Regions from separate parts of the Mus musculus genome. Here all the other regions are linked to region 4. Evidence: chromatin contacts called from public HiChIP or PLAC-seq and promoter capture Hi-C data. All regions are on one chromosome and are shown on one strand. The core of a region is the stretch at or near the end of the contact, and the rest is flanking DNA. Distances in the headings are between cores, read along the strand shown.

Evidence for each region. HiChIP or PLAC-seq counts read pairs in DNA pulled down with a chosen protein or histone mark. Capture Hi-C pulls out chosen DNA fragments and counts their contacts.
Region 1: a contact with region 4 is called in an H3K4me3 HiChIP or PLAC-seq map of embryonic stem cells, with 19 read pairs. The contact joins the promoter of Ipo7 here to the promoter of Tmem9b in region 4. A contact is called at or near these places in 1 of 484 Hi-C or Micro-C datasets (erythroblasts), 4 of 115 datasets of contacts at active chromatin or transcription factors (bone marrow-derived macrophages, effector CD8 T cells, embryonic stem cells and 1 more) and 2 of 9 other capture datasets (adipose tissue and pancreatic islet).
Region 2: a contact with region 4 is called in a promoter capture Hi-C map of adipose tissue. The contact joins the promoter of Stk33 here to the promoter of Tmem9b in region 4. A contact is called at or near these places in 5 of 39 promoter capture datasets (the C10 cell line, embryonic stem cells, liver and 1 more), 2 of 115 datasets of contacts at active chromatin or transcription factors (embryonic stem cells and trophoblast stem cells) and 1 of 9 other capture datasets (adipose tissue).
Region 3: a contact with region 4 is called in an HNF4G HiChIP or PLAC-seq map of pancreatic cancer cells. The contact joins the enhancer-like site here to the promoter of Tmem9b in region 4. A contact is called at or near these places in 3 of 39 promoter capture datasets (the HPC-7 cell line, hippocampal neurons and neutrophils), 1 of 484 Hi-C or Micro-C datasets (nephron progenitors) and 5 of 115 datasets of contacts at active chromatin or transcription factors (embryonic hindbrain, embryonic limb bud, extraembryonic endoderm stem cells and 2 more).

The regions. Positions count from the first base shown.
Region 1 is chr7:110,016,559-110,021,505 of GRCm38.p6, reverse strand. It overlaps Ipo7 (importin 7), which reads right to left and starts at 3,191. Exons shown (of 25, transcript NM_181517.5): 1 at 2,998-3,191. The coding sequence starts at 3,081.
Region 2 is chr7:109,437,726-109,442,452 of GRCm38.p6, reverse strand. It overlaps Stk33 (serine/threonine kinase 33), which reads left to right and starts at 3,400. Exons shown (of 14, transcript NM_054103.1): 1 at 3,400-3,536. 1700095J03Rik (RIKEN cDNA 1700095J03 gene) reads right to left here and starts at 3,835. Exons shown (of 2, transcript NR_152110.1): 1 at 2,271-3,835.
Region 3 is chr7:110,085,907-110,090,794 of GRCm38.p6, reverse strand. Zfp143 (zinc finger protein 143) reads right to left here. Exons shown (of 16, transcript NM_001374618.1): 12 at 4,455-4,682; 13 at 1,919-2,067. Among named protein-coding and RNA genes, the nearest start is that of Zfp143, 27 kb to the right of the region's middle. Within about 2 kb of position 2,649, at least 49 of the 459 cell types and tissues checked have an H3K27ac peak or open chromatin away from gene starts, as enhancers often do. A contact at or near this core is called in extraembryonic endoderm stem cells and pancreatic cancer cells, where this site is marked.
Region 4 is chr7:109,749,524-109,754,524 of GRCm38.p6, reverse strand. It overlaps Tmem9b (TMEM9 domain family, member B), which reads left to right and starts at 2,262. Exons shown (of 5, transcript NM_020050.1): 1 at 2,262-2,454; 2 at 4,421-4,512. The coding sequence starts at 2,347. It also overlaps the pseudogene 4930431P19Rik.

The DNA.
Region 1 (4,947 bases), core at 1,942-4,441, 270 kb before region 4:
TAGTTATGTGATTATACGTGTGTGTGTGTGTGTGTGTGTGTGTGTGTGTAAAATGAGAGCTTTATAAAACAAGGGACGGAGATAGGAATGTAGTCAGAAAATGGAAACTACTCTACAATATAAGGAGACATTTGAAAAGATAGTTGAAGGAGTTGGTCAGGGAGATACCTTTATGAAGGGTTCCAGACCATCCAGATAAGATGAGCACACAAGCTCAGTACTCAAGAGTATGATTATATTTTCAAACTGAAAACTTTGCAAAGCTGGGCCTGGTGACACAGGCCTTTAATCCCAGGCAGGAGTGTACATTTCTGTGTTCAAGGACAGCCAAGTTGACAGAGCAAATTCTAGGCTATCCAGGAACTAAGACTCAAACACCCTCCCTCAAAAAATTAATTAAAATAAAACTGCTGAAAATATCTCCAGTTTTTAGCCATTGATTACCTCACTTAGTTAAGGGAATCATTCAAAAATGTCAAAGATCTTTTAACATGATGAGCAATGTTTAATGTCTAAGGAGTACAAAACAGCTTTAATGAATGAAAGAAAGTGTGCACCTTACCACACTGAGGTTAAATAAAAGCCTCTCAAAGATGTTCTTTTCTCATTCTTCAAGACTTATCTGGATTGTTTCCTAAGTCAGAGTAAACATTCTAAAAGTTACCTTAGGACAATTACCTAACAATCTAAATGTAGTAACTGAAAAACATACAAGAGCTAAAAATTACAGAAATGTCAGCCAAATTATACATTTTCTTTGGCAGAAAAGATTATCAGTATTCACTGTTCCATTGTACTCTAGAATAGCAGATCAATGGCTGAGTCAAGACTTTGATTAATATTTTGATTATTCCATTATCTTTTAAAACATAAGTAGTTAATATTTTCTCTGTCTATATATTATACTGGTGCTCATAATTAGACATGCAAAACTGGATGTGCTGGTACATGGGCTAGGAAAGCTGAGACAGAAAGATTACCCAGGAATCTGAGGCCAGCTTGGGTTAAGGGGTAAAACCCTGTCCAAAAAACAAAACTAAGCAAAAAAACTAGGAATGCAGTAACTGTTCACAGAATTTCACATTTGAAGTAAACATTTACCCAATCTTTATGTAAAAGAAATCAATTCTTTTAAAAAACAAATTTAAGAGCCCTGTGTATTCATGACAGAAATACCTAGGACAAAACTTTCAGGTTTTCTAGTATCTGGAAAGGAAACAGTCTCACTCTGCAGCCCAGGCTGGCCTGAAACTCCTGAGCAATCTATCTTCCTGCCTCGCCTCAGCATTCATTGTGCTGGGATTATAGGTGTAACCACATGATACTTGTTTTTATTACATGTATTAATATTCCATAAGCAGAATAATATTCATTGTACAGAAAATCCATCTAAAACAGAACAATTGATCCATTAACTTCTTGTATGATTTAATTACATTTTAAAGAGACAGTTTGTTTCACTTTACCATTTTACATCCCAAAGTAAGCTCTTGCCTAGGTGACTTTGGATCTAAAAATTTCAGTATACTATGATCCTTCAGCATGGTCTCATTTACATATAAATGACCTTTTCATTGTGAAATAATTTATTTGAACTGTGGGTGGTCTTGGATAACTGTAAATTCCTTGAAGGCAGGGTTATCTTTACTGCATGGTAAACTTGAGATGCTCAATTAATAGTCTCCCTGATGTTTCCTCTAAGTCAATGCTTTAAGATTTCTTTTCTTTTCTTTTTTGTTTTTTAAGAGACAGGGTTTCTCTGTATAGTTCTGGCTGTCCTGGAACTCACTTTGTAGAGCAGGCTGGCCTGGAACTCAGAAATACTCCTGCCTCTTCCTCCCAAGCGCCGGGATTAAAGGCGTGCACCACCACCGCTCGGCTAAGATTTCTTTAAACAAGGGTTTCTTTTTGCATTAAAAAAAAAAAAAGATACTTATATGTGTGTATAAAGCGTGCATATACAATTTAGTATTTGTGTATATGCAGTATACATATATATGTATATGAACACACACACACCAAAACACTGAGACTCAAAGAGACCTTACAGAGGCCTTTTTATAAACCTATTAAATTCTTACTAATATATAAAATAGCCAAGTTCAGAAAAAAAGAACGCTGATGAAATCAGTACAATAGAATATCAATATAACAGTTTTCCAAGGGGCACTGCCCAAAACACGTGGAAGAGAAACCAACTCTCCACTAATGTTGCATATGAAAGCTCTATAGGCTCTAGATTATCTCACTTGACCATCACAGCAACCGTACGGCCTAATTTCATGAATGAGTACAACTCAGGATCTGGAGGTGAGACTTGCCCAAGGTCACTCACTCCAGAAATCATTGAGGCTGCTATACCTAGAAGGTCGCACTTTATCTGACCCGTTCCACTACATCATCCCGCCTCCCAACTGTGGTACTAGGACAGTACCAGAGCGGGGATCGCACAGTGTAACCCACACTACCCCTGCCCTACCAGATCTGAAATCTGTCCCTAGCACCTCGCCGGCGAGAAGAAAGTTGTACCGGACAGGCAGGTCACTGATCCGCCAAGAGCACACACAAGGCTGTCAGGCGCAGCCCCCAGTGGACTAGCTAGCCTCCCCAGGAACCCCGGCCGACCGGGCGCCGGAAAGACTGGTCTGGGACACATCTCTACACCCTCCCAGTTTGTCTCGCCCCCTCCCGAGAGCAAACTGGGAGACAGCCAGAGGGCGGCGGGCCACGGGAGCCGGCCATGTGTCCAGACCGTCACGCCCGCCTAGCTCGGCCGGCTCCACACGCCCAGACCCGGGCCAGAGGCCCACTCGGAAGCCGACCGAGTGGCGGCCTGGACGCCGCGTCCCCACAGTGGAGCCTGGCACGGCGGTCAGATCTCCGCCCAACCTCTCCAAATGGGCTCGTCGGAGCTGTGCTCCGCGTCTCCAGCCAGGCCTGGAAGTCTTGGCCTGCCGGCCCACAAGCCCGCAGCAGCCGCTAGCCGGCCGTCCTTACTTCATTGAGCTGGCGCTCAGCGGCCTCGCGCAGGGCTGGGTCCATGGTGCCCCGGAGGGCCTCGATGATGGTGTTGGGATCCATCGCCGCGCGGTCGGTCAGACCCGGGACACCGGTGCTACTGAGGCAGAAATAGCGCCACTCACTGCGCACATGGACCGGCCGCGCTCCGCAGCGGCAACCGGCGCGAAAGGAAAGAGAAGCGCCAAGGCCCCGGATAGAACCTTCTCGCCTCGGCGTGGAGGCGGGAGATGCTCCGGCCACTTCCTGTCAAGTCTCCGGCGGAGCACCCTGGGAAATGTAGTCCCCAAACGCGGACACGGCCCACGTGGCTGGCTCCCACTGTAGTCAGTGAAAGGGACAACGTTCAAACGCCACAAAGAGAAAAGTAAAATAGTTACAAAATTTTATATGATATCCCTAGAGAATCTCAAGAAGTGTGTGATGCAATACGTTGTTACTAACTGTATAATTAAAAGAAATTTCTGTTTTGTTTTTGTTTTGTTTTTTGGTTTTTTGAGACAGGGTTTCTCTGTATAGCTCTGGCTGTCCTGGAACTCACTTTGTAGACCAGGCTGGCCTCGAACTCAGAAATCCGCCTGCCTCTACCTCCCAAGTGCTGGGAGAGTGCTGGGATTAAAGATATGCGCCACCACGCCCAGCTCTGTTTTGTTTTTTGAGACAGGCTTTTGACCTGAACTTGTTGCAATACCACTGCCTGAGCCTCCCAGATGGAACTTTCTCAACAATGATTTGAGATGAGTTTCTAAATGCCATAAAAACTGCTCCACTTTGATTCATTAATCTCATTTTGTAAGACTTTATCCTATATATTGAAGTTGTGCCTTATTAATGAGTGTTCAAATCTCAGCTACGTCATTATATAAATTATTTCTAAATTCAGAATAAATGCATAATGTCCATTAAAACTCCCTGTGTATGGATATTTAAACCTCTAATTCAGTAGTTCTCATCTTGTGGGTCTGTGGATCGTGACCCCTTTGTTGAATATCAGCTATCCTCTGCATATCAGATATTTACAGTATAATTCATAGCAGTAGCAAAATTGCAGTTATAAAGTAGCAATGAAAATGCTACTATCATGGTTGGGAATCATCATAATATAAGTAACTATATTGAAGGATTGCAGCAGTGAAAATATTGAGAACTACTGTCATACATCTCAAATCATTTTACCTTTAGAAATCAAATCAATTTTCAATTAGAATCTAAGGGAAGCTATATACTGAGCTTCAGGCAGGCCTGAGCTACAATGTTTGAACCTGTCTCACAAAGGAGCAACAGGGAGCTGTAGAAATGACTCAGTGGTTAGGACCTTATGTTCTTGAAGAAAGCAGGAATTCAGTTCTCTGTGTACAACATACTGTCCTTAAATTTGTAATCCTGCTCCACCCCACAAGTGCTGTACTACCATACTTGATTATAAATTCTCATGAAATAAGAATATTTTGGCCGGGCGTGGTGGCGCATGCCTTTAATCCCAGCACTTGGAAGGCAGAGGCAGGTGAATTTCTGAGTTCGAGGCTAGCCTGGTCTACAGAGTGAGTTCCAGGACAGCCAGGGCTACACAGAGAAACCCTGTCTTGAAAAACCAAAAAAAAAAAAAAAAAAAAAAAGAATATTTTGATTTTTTGCTTTAAATTCCTGCACTTAGAAGGCAGAGGTAGTCAGAATTCTGTGAGTTTAAAAACCAACCTGCTATACATATCAAGTTCTGCCTGGCTGCATACCCTGTCTCAAAAAAACAAACAAACAAAAACAAAAAGACCCTCAAAACAAAACTGTATTTACTTCTTATGGTTCTAATGTGTGCAGTGGCTGAAGTGATGTCTTCTCAATTCTCAGATTACTCATTTTGTCCCCCTTGAAACTTTCTTGCTCCATCTGGTATTTTGTTTCTGTCAATGGTGTTTATTCTTCATAGTTTTG
Region 2 (4,727 bases), core at 2,151-4,650, 310 kb after region 4:
ATTTAATTTCTTCCTAAGGAGGTTTTAATTTCTGTTGGGGTCTACCACTTTATATGGTGTTTGTAGATGAAACAAGATAAGATGATAGACTGGGGGTATGTGTATGGGGGAATCCTCTAGAGAGGAGGTTGGGGTGGGCTTTCTGAGGAGGGGGCAACTGTACAGTCTGAATTATGAGAAAGCAGCAGCCTTGGAGAGCTAAGAGAGCAGAGCTTTAGAAGCAGAAAAAACAGCAAGTGCAAAGCGTGTGGGGCAGCATAAGATAAACATCAATATAGTAGTCAATAAAAAATCAAAGTCAGAATGAGGGGAACATGGAAGAGGATAAAAGAGAGCTGTAGACATGTGAGCTGCTAAGTTTAGCCAAGTTATTAAAACTGAACTGCAAATCTGAGCCCCATCATCTCCTGGAATCCATGCTAAGAAGGGAAATGAAGTTGATCTCATGGTTTTCTCCCTTCATACGGATAAGGCATGACTATTTTTCCTAACAGAATTGAAAGTTTCTTGCATGGACTGTCCTATGGGGGCATAAAGTAATTATATTAGTTGGCAAGGGCTCTATACCCACAGCTATTTCTTTATAGAAGTGGGGGACTATCCTGAATTTTTGGATGGGCCTAATCTAATCATATGAGTTGTTCATTTATTTTGCAGTCCTGGCAAACCCAGGGCGGTACACATGCTAGGTGGGTCCTCTTTTGCTGAGTTACATCCCCAGCACTCACTCTGGTCCTGTAGAGCCTAGAACCTTCTCCAGATGGAATTAGAGGCCAACTAAATCTCAGAAGTGTTTCTGTTAGTAAATACATATACAGTGGGTGGCAATATAAAACATATTTCTTTTTAGTGGCTTATGAACCAAAAAAAGGAGAAACCCTGGCTTAGATAAGCTGGAAAGATTCTGCTACGGGGTTGGGACATTCTTAAAACCGCTTTAAAGTTAGGCAGAGTGGTGCATGCCTTATATTCCAGTACCCAGCAGGCAAGTGGGTCTCTGTGAGTTTGTGGCCAGCCTGGTCTACACATCGAGTTTTAGGACGCCTAGAGTTGTATAGTGAGTTCTGTCTCAAACAAAACAAACCCTCTAACAAATGCAGAGATGTCACAAATATTTTACTTACTGTCAGGGGAAAAGCTCCATTCTTATTTAAAACTTATTTATTTTTATTATTGTGTCTGCACATGTGTGCACATGTGCTTGTGCCACGGTGCATGTATGGAGGTCAGAGGACAACATGCAGGTGTTGGCTTTCTCTTACCTTTGCATGTGTTCTGGGAATGGGACAGGTTGTCAGGATTGGTATCTTTATCTACTCAGTGTCTTTATCTACCAAGCCGTGCTTGCAAGCCACTGATATCGTTTCTTAATATAAGCAAATGGAGCAAGGCTGATGCTAAAGACTTGCGATAGGCAGAGTTCCAAGGGGAAGATAAGGTGGTACACTCAGCCTTAAACATTTTGGAGGGTATCAGTGAGACAGCTCAGTGGGTAGAGGTTGCACATATGCAGGCCTGAACTTGTTTGAACTGCAAATCCCACAAGGTGGCAGGAGAGAACTGAGCCCCAAGAGTTGTCCTCTGATCTCCATATAAACACGGCAGAGATACATGTTCATATGCACCCAAATAAATGGACCTGTGTGTATGTGTGTATGTGTGCGTGTGTGCGTGTGTGCGTGTGTGTGCGTGTGTGTGTTTAGGCTAGAAGTCAGCTTTAGGTGGTGTTGTTCCAAGGAACTGTCAACTTTGGTTTTTGACTGCTCACTGGTCTGAAACTTACCAATTAGTCTATGATAGCTGGCCAGTAAGCCTCAGGAAACCTCCTGTCTCTACCTCCTTAGTGCTGGGATTATTAGCATGTGCCTCTGTGCCCAGTTTTCAATTTATTTTTTTTAACTTGGGTTCTGGGAATCAACCTCAGGTACTCATGCTTGAAGTCAGTATTTTATCAACTGAAACTATCTTCCCAGACTACAAACACAGTGTGCTTCGATGGTCTGACCCAACTCAGAAAAAACAAAACAAAACAAAACAAAACCCTAGCCTACTGGTTCCTAACCAGTGCTAGAAACACATACACACACACACACACACACACACACACCTACCCACCCGTTCAAAACTGGGACCTATTTAATCAGAATCTCTGAGTGTATAATTTGTGAATCTACACTTAAACACAAAATAAAGTAAAACAAAAATTCCCGGTAGATGTCTGGTGTTGAGCAAGTTTGGGCATCACTGACAGACTGCAGGGGAGGACTCACCAGCATGCCTTTCCAACAATTCTTCCTACCAGTGTTGTCCCTTAACTAGGCTTTGTCAGATGTTTGAAGTTGTTTTTTGGAAGGGTCCGGAGTCTAAAAGCCTTCGTAGGGGTTTGTTAAAGGCGGATCCATGCATGTCACAGTTCAGTGAAGCAGATAGTAGTTTATCTCCTCAAACTCATGCTCAGACTTAGGCTTGGATGGGCAATCATGCCATCTTTCTATACAGGCAAGGGGGACATACAGAGTGCAAATTCTCACATCTCTTCCAGACTCTTGTTAGACGATAGTTCTGTAATTTTCCAGAACATTGCTTGGCCAAGATCCCAAAGTTCTATTAATATAGTACATGGCAGGGAGTATTTGTGGTTGAAAAATGGTTTCCAAAATGAAGTTACCAACTACTTGTGCCCATTTTGAGCACTTTTTTCCCTCCTATGAAAGCAACAGGATTAAGTAGTTGCCAAATGTACACCTGTAAGCAATAAAATTAATTGCTTTGCTGTACTGTTACTGGCTATCAATCACCTTAATTTTAGAAGACATCTGCCTTGAATAATTATGCTAGTCCAAGTAGAGTTGAATTTCTTCCCGACAGCTGCTGGAGAGAGGACCCGCCCACAGAAGCCATTCCTAGTTCAGATCAATAATAGAACATTAGCATACAGCTGTAGCCAGCTTTTCACGGCTCCATTGCTTGCGACATACATTGGAGATGGTCCCACAGAGGCTTGGGACAAGTCTAGAGATATGTTATTTGACTCGTCACGGGCCACTTCAGCCTTTCTGTGAGGATCCACACCCAGCTCTCAGCAGAGACGCCCTGACCACGTTCACATCGTATGAGGCCCCCTGGACGGGCGAGCCTCGCCGCACGAGCACCGGCCGCCTGGGCCATGACTGAGAATAAGTCGGAACATCCCGTCACGATAGCGACAGTGCTGTTGAAAAGCGTTTTACTTGACACGGTGCTCGAGGCAGGCTTCCCCGCTCCGTGTCTGGGGTGCGGCCCGCGGAGACCAGGCTCCCGGGCACGCGGGCGCCGTTGTGCGGCCCCCGCTCTCCTCACAGGCCTCACTTGCGCGCGGAAGGCTGGGGCTTCGCGTTTGCTGTCGCGCTTTGTCCCGGTGCAGACCCCGTCCACCTCCTGGGTCGGCATCCCGGGCCTTAGAAAAGTTCAGCTTCTTTAGGTGTGGCGTTCGGGGCTGGGGGACCACTCGGGTCCAAGTGTGTGCCTCTGTCAGGGGCAGCCCGCCGGCCGTTGTGGTGAGTGGCCTCGCAACGCTGACTCGCCCTACCCTGAGGGAAAAGGTGGGCGGGAGGGTTAGGCAGCCTTCGAGCCCCGTTGCTATGACAACCGCAGGCAAACGGGCCTCAGGGCTCCAGCCAGCGGTCGGCCAGGCGTCCTGCGCGGAGGAGGGTCCTGGGGATGATCACGGACCCTTTTAGGAGTCTCGGGGGACCCAAACACCCGGGACCTCATTTTCCCCTGGTCTGGTGTTTGGGGTGGTCCCTTGCTGCTTGGGTCCATCTTCACTTCCTCACTCCCATCCCATGTTCGCTACAGGAAACATTTTTGAAAGTTTAATGTGATCTCACTCAGGGTAAGTGTGTGTGTGTGTGTGTGTGTGTGGGAAAACGTCCTTAAAAGCCATGGAGTTGTAAGGGCTTGGTGTCTTTTTAATTTCCTAAGAGCCTGACATCTACTAGGACCTCGTTATGTGGTAGCTTCTTAAGTCTTTTTCCTTGCACAGAGTGGATGCTCAGGAGGCAGGGCGATGTTAAGAGCAGTCTCCAGATGATTCTGAGGACAGGGAATTTAAACCTGCTGTCTCTGTTTCCTAGACGCACGTTAGAATTTCTCACACCGTTGTCGGGTGAAATGAGCCTGTATGTGGTATTGCCCTGTGAATGACAAATAGAAAGTGGTTAAGTTAGTTGTAGGGGATAATTGCACATTCGGGGTGCTCCTCACGCCTAACCACAGCGGAGGAACCTTGCCCCCCCCCCCCCCCGCTGTTTTTTGGTCTGACAACCCACCTTCAACATCAGAGCAAGATCAAGCCAGCCTATGTAGGAGGAAGGATCTGCGAATGGAATGCCAAAGCAACAGATTTTGAACTTAAGCTTGCTCTCCTTGTTCTCCAGGTCATGTCTTCAAATTGTGAGCACCACACCGAGATACTACATATCTAAAAGTCTAGTCTGTGTAAGCCACCAGTGTTCTTTTCCTAATGAATCATATATCTATATCATTTTCAAGCCAGGAATCTTGCCCTCATCAGTACCCATTTCCCTTTCTCCTATGTCCATACTGCCATGACTTTGTGTTCATTTTGTCTTCAAACCAAATATCAGATCTAACCACTTCTGTTTCTTCTTCTATCACCCTAGTCTGGGCTACCATGCTCTTACTGTGTCTCTTGAAGTTACCTTCTAATTGGTCTGAAGTCAGTG
Region 3 (4,888 bases), core at 1,400-3,899, 340 kb before region 4:
ACCTCTTAGAGAACATACATTCCACTACTCTTCCTCAGAGAAAATCAAGATTCTTACTGAATCAACTGGACTCGATGAAGCCAGCTGAACACCTATGGTTTCTGGTAAGGAAAACTGCTCCAGAATGGAAATTCTATAGGCGTTTGTTTCTTAACTTATGTCCCAGGATGACGTCATCACGTCCTCCTTACCTTAGTCAAGACTCATTCCTGGACTGAATCTACTGCTAAGTACCAGCCCTTCCTTCCCGGTGCTGTGCTTCACCCAGACCCATTCATTAACTCTGCTTGTTTGAGACAGGGTCTCATCATGTACAACAGGCTGGGCTGGAACTCACTGAATTGCCTGCCTCAGGAGTGCTGGGATTAAAGTCACTCACCACCACACCTAGCCAGACCCACTACTTTAAAAAAAATTTATTTATGTATTTAAGCATTTTGTCTACATATACATGTCTGCACACCAGAAGATGGCACATTATAGGCAGTTATAAGCCACCATATGAGTTCTGGAAATTGAACTTAAGACCCTGGAAGAGCAGCCAGTACTCTTAACTACTGTACTACTATCTCTCCAGCCCAGATGCAGTACTTTTGAACCTCACAATCACCTTGGGATTCTGATCTTTGTCGCTTCATCTTTGACCCACACCAGCTAATGCCATTTGGATTCTATGGATGTGTGGGACGTAAATCCAGGCCAGAAAGTTTGGTAAGTTAGAGGAGGTTGAGACCTGGAGACTTGGTGGGCACACACCCCGAGGCTTAGGCGACTCCCAGCTCCTTGCCAGACTCCTGACTTGGAACATGTGCCATGCTTCTCACATAAAAGAGATGTGACCTGTGGTCACATAGGCCCAAAACAGAGTTCTCCATGCTAACGAGGTACCTAGAGGCCTGGAGGGCTTAGCCAATAAGCTTCTCTTTCTAGACACTTCTCCCTGCAAAAGGTATTTAATCTCAGGCCCACCCTGAAAAGGAGGGTATGTTTTTTTTTTCTTTTAGATTTGTTTATTTTATTTATTAGTATACGGCAGCTGTCAGGACCTCTGGAAGAGCAGTCAGTGCTCTTAACCGCTGAGCCATCCTCTAGCCTGAGGCTATGGTTTTACGCATCCATTTCCACCATGACAACAAACTGTTCAGAACCATGGTCTCTTCTCATCAAGATCTGATGCGGGAAGGAAGCTGTGAAGAAGGCCTTCGTCTACAGAGCCACAGCCTAGTCTCCTGTAGACCTCTCTGCGCTCCCAGCCACAACTACCACCACGCCAGCCACTGCCAAGCCAAGGACTATCCCCACTCACCAACCCCATTCCTCCCCAGAGGTCCCCCACCCCCAACCAGCTCAGGCATTCCCACATCTCAGACACAGTGCATTTTCCCACCCCTGGAGAGGTGTCTCTACCTTCCCTACAAACTCTCCCATCATGGGATAAGCGAAGTGGCCATGCCCTTTGGCAGAGCCTAATAGCCCCACGTGGATGCAAATATCTTCTACTGTTATTACTTCAAATAGTTCTTCTCAGCAGACCACGGAAGATCTGTGGGAGATCTGCCACTGCTGAGAGCAGTAGTTCTCAACCTGTAGGTTTTGACCCCTTCAGGGTCAAATGACACTTTCATAGGGGTCGCCTAAGACTATTAGAAAGCACATATATTTACATTACAATTCAAAACAGTAGCAAAATTATGGTTATGAAGTAGCAACAAAAATAGCATTATGGTTGGGGCCACCAGAACATGAGGAGCTGTGTTAAAGGGTGGCAGCCTTAGGAAGGCTGAGGACTGCAGCTCTCGAGGCCTAAGTACAAACATCATGCTTCCCACTCAAGGGTCTCCTCCACAGGCACCCAGCCTGTCTTTCAATTCCTGGTGAAGAAAAGATTTCACTTCCTTGGCTGTTAGTAGATACTTACATGTTGAGTCCCATCCTGTGATATGAGTGTGACTTGTTGACTCAGCCCAGACTGGGTTACTGTGGCTACTTGTGTAGATACAATGTCCTCTCCATCTACACCTGTAACATATGTGATCTGGGACCCTTTAAGAACATCATCACCTTGACCTGTTTAAAATAAATGAATAATTTACTTGAACAACCAATCTATTTAGACAACACTAGGCCTGTCCTTCTAGCACTTGGGAAGAGGAAGCAGTTCAAGGGCTGCCTAGGTTACACAGGGAGTTCAAGGCCGATCTAGGTTGTACAAAACCTTGTCTCAAAAAAAAAAACAAACAAACAAACAAAAGAAAGCAAATAGTTTTATATTCTAAACCCTGAGAAAAGTTTCAGAACTTCTTAACAAGTCCATCTTCACATCTGCCAGGCCAGGCCAAACCAAATCACACCAAACCCAACCCAGCCCAACCCTGCCCATCAATGTCAAGTGTTCTGGTTTTGGAAGGCCTCTCCTTTACACTTAGCTGTGATGATTATGGGATGCTGTGCACATACGCACAGGGGACACAGAAGGGAAGAGCCATATACACAGACATTTGCCCTCTTGGCTCCTGAAGTCACTTAAGTCTCAGGAAGGTAATAAAAGAGTCTATAAGCATTAACCACAAAACCAGAATGGCTTGTACACAGTCTACCAACCTACTCAGTCTTTTACACACGTGACTGACAGCAATCTATTAGTACACAATGACATCATTGTGTAAAGACTACGCATGGCTATAAATGTAGTGACTATCTGGGCTGAGGTTAATCATTTCCTAAGTGACTAAACAAGAACTCCATCCAGTTCAGGTACATTTTTCTTCCACAAAAACCAGCACATGAATGACAATTTCAGCAGCAGAACTACTCGAGTGGGTGACTGGCCTCTCTCTCTCAATACTGGCTAACTCCCACGGAGCAAGGAAGAAAGGGAAACTTTACCTGTTCAAAGAAGAACTTAAGACTGTACTACTAATCTGAGAATTAGGATATGAAGGATTTCAGTGTCAGGTCTAACTATCATGTGTTCAGATGGCAGCAGTCACTGAGGTGTAATGTTCTTCCCTTTTTTCCCCCACAGTTATTTATACACCATTATTCCCAAAGATTATGTCAAAACCAGAGATTATGTCAGAGAAAGCACAGATCTGTATTTTTTGAAAAGTAATCATAGTTGGGTTTTTTGTTTGGTTTGTTTGCTTGTTTGTTTTTTTCCGGGGTTTCTCATGTGGCCCTGGCTGTCCTGGAACTCACTCTGTAGTCCAGGCTGGCCTGCTTCCGCATCCTGCATGCTAGGATAAAGGCAACACAACCACAGCCTGGCCAATCATTGCTTTTAAAATATACTGTATTATAGGCCATTTTACAGACTGAGAAAATCTCTTACAGTCTGAGATATCAACATATAAGGAGGAGAGTAAAGACATGCTGTGCAGGTCTTATAAATTACATTTGACATTATTAAAGTCTGCTTTTTTTCCCCCATGTGTAGTTGAGATGTGCATTCATGTCCATGCAGAGGCTGGGACTCCATGAGGAGTCTTCCTTGATAGCTTTCCACATCATTCATCAAGGCAGGATCTCTCAGCTGAACCCCAGAGCTCATGGATATGGCTAGCCTAGCAAGCCAGCACGCTCAGGGAGACTATGTCTGAATTCCAAGACTGGAATTACTGGTGAAATTCAACAGGCATTTGTGTGGGATCCTAACTCTGATCTTCACACTCGCTTGCACGGCACTCTAACAGTGGTGTCTTCTCCCAACCCCCAAAGCCTTTTTTTCTAATTAAAAGGATTTAGCAGTTGTTTCTTTCTTGTTGTGAATGAAAGCTTATACTCTCTACATAGGTGCAGTGGATCAGGCCTGTAAGCCCAGCATTTGAGAGGCTGTAGCAGGAAGACTACTCCAAATTCAAGGCTAGCCTGGGCTACGGAGTAAGCCTCTGCTGGAGGGTGGTGGAAGAAAGGGATGAGTTCTATATGCCTCCGGTGTGACTGCTTAGAGGCTTGTGGCTGGAGAGCAGTCTTGCACTGAATACATTTGAGCACGTGCTATTTCCCAAGTTTAATTATAAACTTAAATATTTCTGAACATTTCATTCAGGTGCTGAAAATGAGAAAAGTCTTTGCTTTCCTGGGAGGAACTGCCACACTGGCCAGGCTTTTTCCAGAGAGTCTCCAACTTGCTTTCCTCTCGTCAAGCACTGGGGGCTTTCCCATGTGCCAAACCTTCCTTTTATCTTCAAGTCCCCTTCTTCCCTTCCCTTCTCCCAGGCATTGCTTCTTTGCCTCCATCATCCCATCCACCTTTATAATCTTTCCAAGAACACAACATTTCTCCGGGAAGCCCTCTCTGCTTTCCCAGAGGATACAAGTTCTCCTTCTTCCACAATGCCGAGCACTGGTGTCTTTCTGCAGCACTTGTCATGACTATACAAATGAAACTGAAGGACTAGAGAAGACAGCATGGGTTATAAACTCACAACAGATATGATTGTTAAAGCACTCACCTGGGGGAGGCTCGAAGAAGGCTTCCTGCTCCTCCTCAATGGGCTCTGTGTCGTTGTGGGCTGTCCGTTTGTGCATGGCCAGTGTGGAAATCTGTTTGTACGTCTTCCCACAGTGGTTACAGTTGTATGGTTTAGAGTGAGTGTGAACGACATGGTGTTTATACAAACTGGAATATTCTGTAAACCGTTTGTCACACCCAGGAACTGTACAGACATATGGCTTTTCTCCTAAATGAAGAAGACATGCAAAAAGGTCAGTTTTTACATAGGTAGACAAAGTTACTCCACAGCTGAAGGGTGAGACTTTTAAAAATCAACAAGAGCACATGCTTAGCACTCATGACGCAGAACTCAATCCCTAGCAGAGGGAGTGTGTGTGCATCCTAAGATGAAAAGCACAGAAGAAAAATTCCCTATGGTTTTAACTTGGCTCA
Region 4 (5,001 bases), core at 1,013-3,512:
TCCCAGGCAGACAAGCTGAGAGAAAGGACACACATGGAGACATGATCCAATACATTCAAAATATTTAAATTTTAACCACTATTTCAATTTTTAATTTTGCGTGTATGAGTGTTTCGAAAAATGTACACATGTGTACCATATGTGTCAGTGCCACTGGGAAACAGAAGAGCGGACCCAATCCCCTGGAACCAGAGTTACAGAAGGTTGTAAGCTGCCACGTGGATGGTGCAAACCAAACTTCAATCTTCTGCGAGAGCAGCAAGGGCTCACAACTGCTGAGTCAGCTCTGCAGCCCCAACTTTAATCAGTATTTTAAAATAAAAAGATTTTGTTTACCTTGTATTGACCTCGAAATACAGCATACAACACTCGATTTAGATTCCTCGCAATCAAATATTTGATTGCCACATGTAGCTCTAAAGCTCTGCCCATACTGAGTGTTATGTGGTCTTCTTCATTAAACAGATGAGGTGGGCCTGACTTGGTGGCCCATACCTGTAGTCAGTTATTAGGGAGCCTGAGGGAGGGGAATCTCTTGAGCCCACTAGTTTGAGACAGCATGGACAAAGAGAAGAAAATAACTGAAAATAACCCACCAGCCTGAGGCATTGCTGCAGTCCTTTATCTCTGTACCCCCCCCCCATCAAATCTCTGAAAAGAATTCTTTTTCTTTGTTTCTCCTTCTTCGTTTTCTTTCTTCCTCCTCCTCCTCCTCTTCCTCCTTCCTCATTTTCCTTCTCCTCCTCTTTCTCTTTCTCCTCCTTTTTGTGACACAGGGTCTCTCCATGTAGCCTGTCCTGGAACTCACTTTGTAGACCAGACTGGCCTTGTCTCAGAGATCTGCCTGCCTCTGGGATCAAAGGCATCCAACGAGCATTGGCTCTGAAAAGAATTTTGAAGGAGGGTTCCTATGCTTTATCTGAAGGACATGTCAGACATACAGCTCTAAACTGATCCAAACTGGCTACTAAGTCAGCTTTTAGCAATCAGATCTAAATACCTCACCAACAAATTTTATCCTGACAGCCCTGCGATTAGTAGGACACCCCTTAGAAGGACAATTATCCCCACTGTGACAGGATGATCTACAATACCTCACCAACAAATTTTATCCTGACAGCCCTGCGATTAGTAGGACACCCCTTAGAAGGACAATTATTCCCACTGTGACAGGATTGTCACAAGAACTGGTGCGAAAGCATCTAGTCCTTTGGGCTAGTTGCCATTTAGGACTAAAAAAGGGCTAAATACATTTAATGCAATAGCACTTTGTGTTAGATTCTAGTCTAGTATCGACAAGAATCACATAGCAGAAAAACGCTGCGAAATTTCTACCTGTAAATTAAGAAAGACATTTCCACCAACCAGGAAAGGACCACTTGAAGGGGCGGGGTGGGGGTGTCTTATAAGTAAAAATTGAAAATCATAAAACTTAATCCCCTTTTATTGAAAGGAAGTGATTTTCCCTTATGACATTCAGCAAATCCCTAAGGGCTGTGATGAGCACGCTGCATCCCTTTCTCTACCCCCAGAGTCTCTACTAAGTGGAAAAAATATTTTAATGAGCAGCTCTATGTTCTCTCCAGGGTGCTCCTGAAGTATCTACAGAAAAAGACACCCCATGGAGTAGGGTCTGCGCTCCCAGAACTGACTGAGAGGTCAACTGTTTTAAATAGGCACTGCCTCACAGGAGCTTGGCTCCTGGATTCTCCACCTCCAGGAGTCCTGGGCGGGGGATGCTCCAGGGGCGTCCGCATCTTGCAAAGCCTGACTTGAGCCAGCCCAGATTCGCCGCCGTGGCCCACTTCCCAGTCCTAGACTGGACCAAGGCTGTCAGCCCCTAGTGGAAGCCACACCCGCGTGGACAGCTCACAGTTACTGTTGGGAGCCGGGCAGGAGTCTGTGTCCTGGAGGCGCACGGACCGCAGGTTCGTACTGAAGCCCCGGTGCGGAGCCTCGAGCCTCCATCGCCGGGTGGGCTTCCGATCTAAGGACGCTCGGGCTCTTCTGGTCAGGTCTCCTGAACAGCACCCTCTCGGCCTTCGCAGTTCCCGGGGATGGGGTTCACCCGGCCTGCGGGACTAGATCCGCATGGCCTGCTCCCTTGGGGTGCAGGATTCGCCAGCTCTGGCCGGGGAAGACCCCCAGCCTTTAGTGCACCCCCGGGGCCGCGACCGTGGCGGGCCTTGTGCACCCGGAACCGTTTCCGGGGCGGAGGCTTTCTCGCAGCTGACCCGGCGCGGACGGTGACGCGCAGGCCCAGGCGGAAGTGCGGGCGGAGGATCCCGAGCCGGATCCCGAGCCGGGCGCGGGGCTCGGGGCTCGCAGGAGCGGCTGGCTCCCGCGATGGCGAGCCTATGGTGCGGAAACCTGCTGCGGCTGGGCTCGGGGCTCAGCATGTCCTGCCTGGCGCTGTCGGTGCTGCTGCTCGCGCAGCTGACAGGCGCCGCCAAGGTGAGTCCCGCCCCGCCCGGCTCCTGACAGGAGCTCCGCCCCTGCCTCTGGCCTGGCAGAAACTGGGGCTGACCACTTGCTCCCCACTCTCCGGTCTCCCAATCCGACAGCCAAATCCCCCCGACCCCGCTTCACAGCCCGGGCTGGCCCTCTCTAGAGCATCCTAAGCCTTAGCCCCAAACAGTGCCAGAGCGGGGTCTATAACCCTCTGCCTCTTGACATTTCCCTTCCCAGCCCCGACGGGACACACCCGGAACTTTCCAGCCCTGGGAGCTTTGAACTTTCCACCCTTAAACTTGGGCAGCTCTCAGCCCCCAATCCAAACGGTGGGAAACCCTCATCTCCCTGAAATCTTCTCTAGTAGGGACTAGCTCCCCTCACCCTCATCTCCCCGAAGTCTTCCCTACTAGGGACTAGCTCCTCTCAACTCATTGATAAGCAGATTCCCTTGCCATGGTGGGGGCTCGAATCTCATGGCAACTACCCGTTCCCAGAAGGACCTGTAGGGCCACCCCACTAGCCTGATACTCTCACCAAGATCCCCTCCAGGAAAACACACACACACACACACACACACACACACACCCCTCTTCTGATAATTTACTAGCCTAGGAGAGAGGTGACAGGAAGTTGTGTCCTATTCCTCACTGTGTTTCTAAACCTTTTGGTCCCCATATATTTTCTGGTGACCCAGAGCTGTTCTGGCCCAAGAAAACATGTGCTTTCCTCCCAGTGGGCTAACTAATTTTGGGGCAAAATAGAAAGACTCCACGGTGTAGTGGGAAATAGTGACACTGCATTTTTAAAAAGTTTTATAATATTTTTAAATGTTATAAAGGGCTGGGAAAGATAGGTCACAGGTAGGCAGGTGTTTTTGAGCAATTTGGTTTTTTTTTTTTTTTCAGTCTTTCTGGTGTCATCAGAAATAGGGACAGCAAAAAGTTTCCCAACTTTTGAAATACTTCTAGTATGGACTCTCTGTATGGATGTCAAACATTACCATTTTATGTAGTGTATCATGATATAAACATCCGTCTCCCCTTGATAGGATTTGTCCCAGGAAACAGGAGCTGTGTCTTTTGCTTCTCTGAGTCCTCCTCATTGAGCACAGGCTCTGGCACAGTGGTTACTGATACATTTAGGACCTGTCAACAGCTCTGCCAGACATTTCATTGTACCTAGGAGTGGTGGATATGTCTCAGTGGGGACTAATGAGCCACAGCCTTCTCGAATAAACAACCCTTTGCTGAGAAAGCATCTCTTGGATTTATGCAGCATTTAATGCCTGCTTGCTTTGCCTCCTGAAACTCGTATTGCTAGGAGTTGCTTTTCTTGTCAACCATGGATTGCCAGACAAGTTTCCTGGGGGACAATGGGAAGATTCAAACTACTTTCCCTTTTGACTTCCCTTCTAGCACTGGCTGAGTGCCCCTCAATCTTCATCCTGTTTATAGCTCACTCAGCCCCTTTTATCCATGCCCAGTGCCTTTCTCCCAAAAGGAAAAAGTTAGAAAAGAAGAAATTAGAAGAATTCTGACTCTCCTCACCCTATTGTGTTACAGATTGAATTGGCCTTATGCATGCTAAGCGTATGTGTTAGCACTGAGCTAAACCCATCCCCAGCCTACACCTGTGACTTGCTTATAAATAATCTTTAATTCCCTTCTCCCCAATCCCTTCATATCCGAATATCTCTTTGTAGGCCCTATTGCCTGTCATGATATGCTTTTCTAGTGGCAGGTAGATGATAATAACACAATTGATTGTCATGCAATTCATAAATGAGTTTAATAAGGCACAGATAGTGTCTTACAGATTTTAGGAACTTGTATCTCTCAAACCTAAATCTTTATAATGGTTTTAGAATATCTGACAGGGATACTTAGCAAAATGTACATGTGTAGATTTAAAAAAAATATTGACGATAAACTATAAAGAAGTTATAGTGTTTTCACTTTTATTGCAGAATTTTGAAGATGTGAGATGTAAATGCATCTGCCCTCCCTATAAAGAGAATCCTGGGCACATTTATAATAAGAATATATCTCAGAAAGATTGGTAAGTGTCTCGGACCAAGGTATCACCTGCTACATAAACCGTGGCTCCTACTGTTAACTCAGACTGTTCTTATGATGTCTCATTTTGTTCCTAAGCAGAAGTGTCAGATCTTAGACTGGGGTCCTGAGTGTCTGATACAAGTCTAAAGGAATACTGTAGCCTAAACAGAAAGCTCTAGGCCGGGGAGGTTTCATTTCAGATGGGACTGAGTTTATTGTACTAACTACCAATAGCTACTCTCTTGTGCCCTCTTAAACTTTGGTCAGGGATCTTTCTCCCTCTTTTCAGTGAAAGGCAAATTGAGCCTTCTTTATCTGATGTATAAATTTTTTTAATCACTTAAAATATTTGTGTGTGGTCATGTCCACAACGGGTATCTGTGGAGGTCAGAAGAGGATATTGAATTCTCTGGAGCCAGTGTGATAGCTGCTTGTAAGATGACCAACTCCGGTGCTGGGAACTGAACTCCTTCCTGTCCTCTGCAGCAGT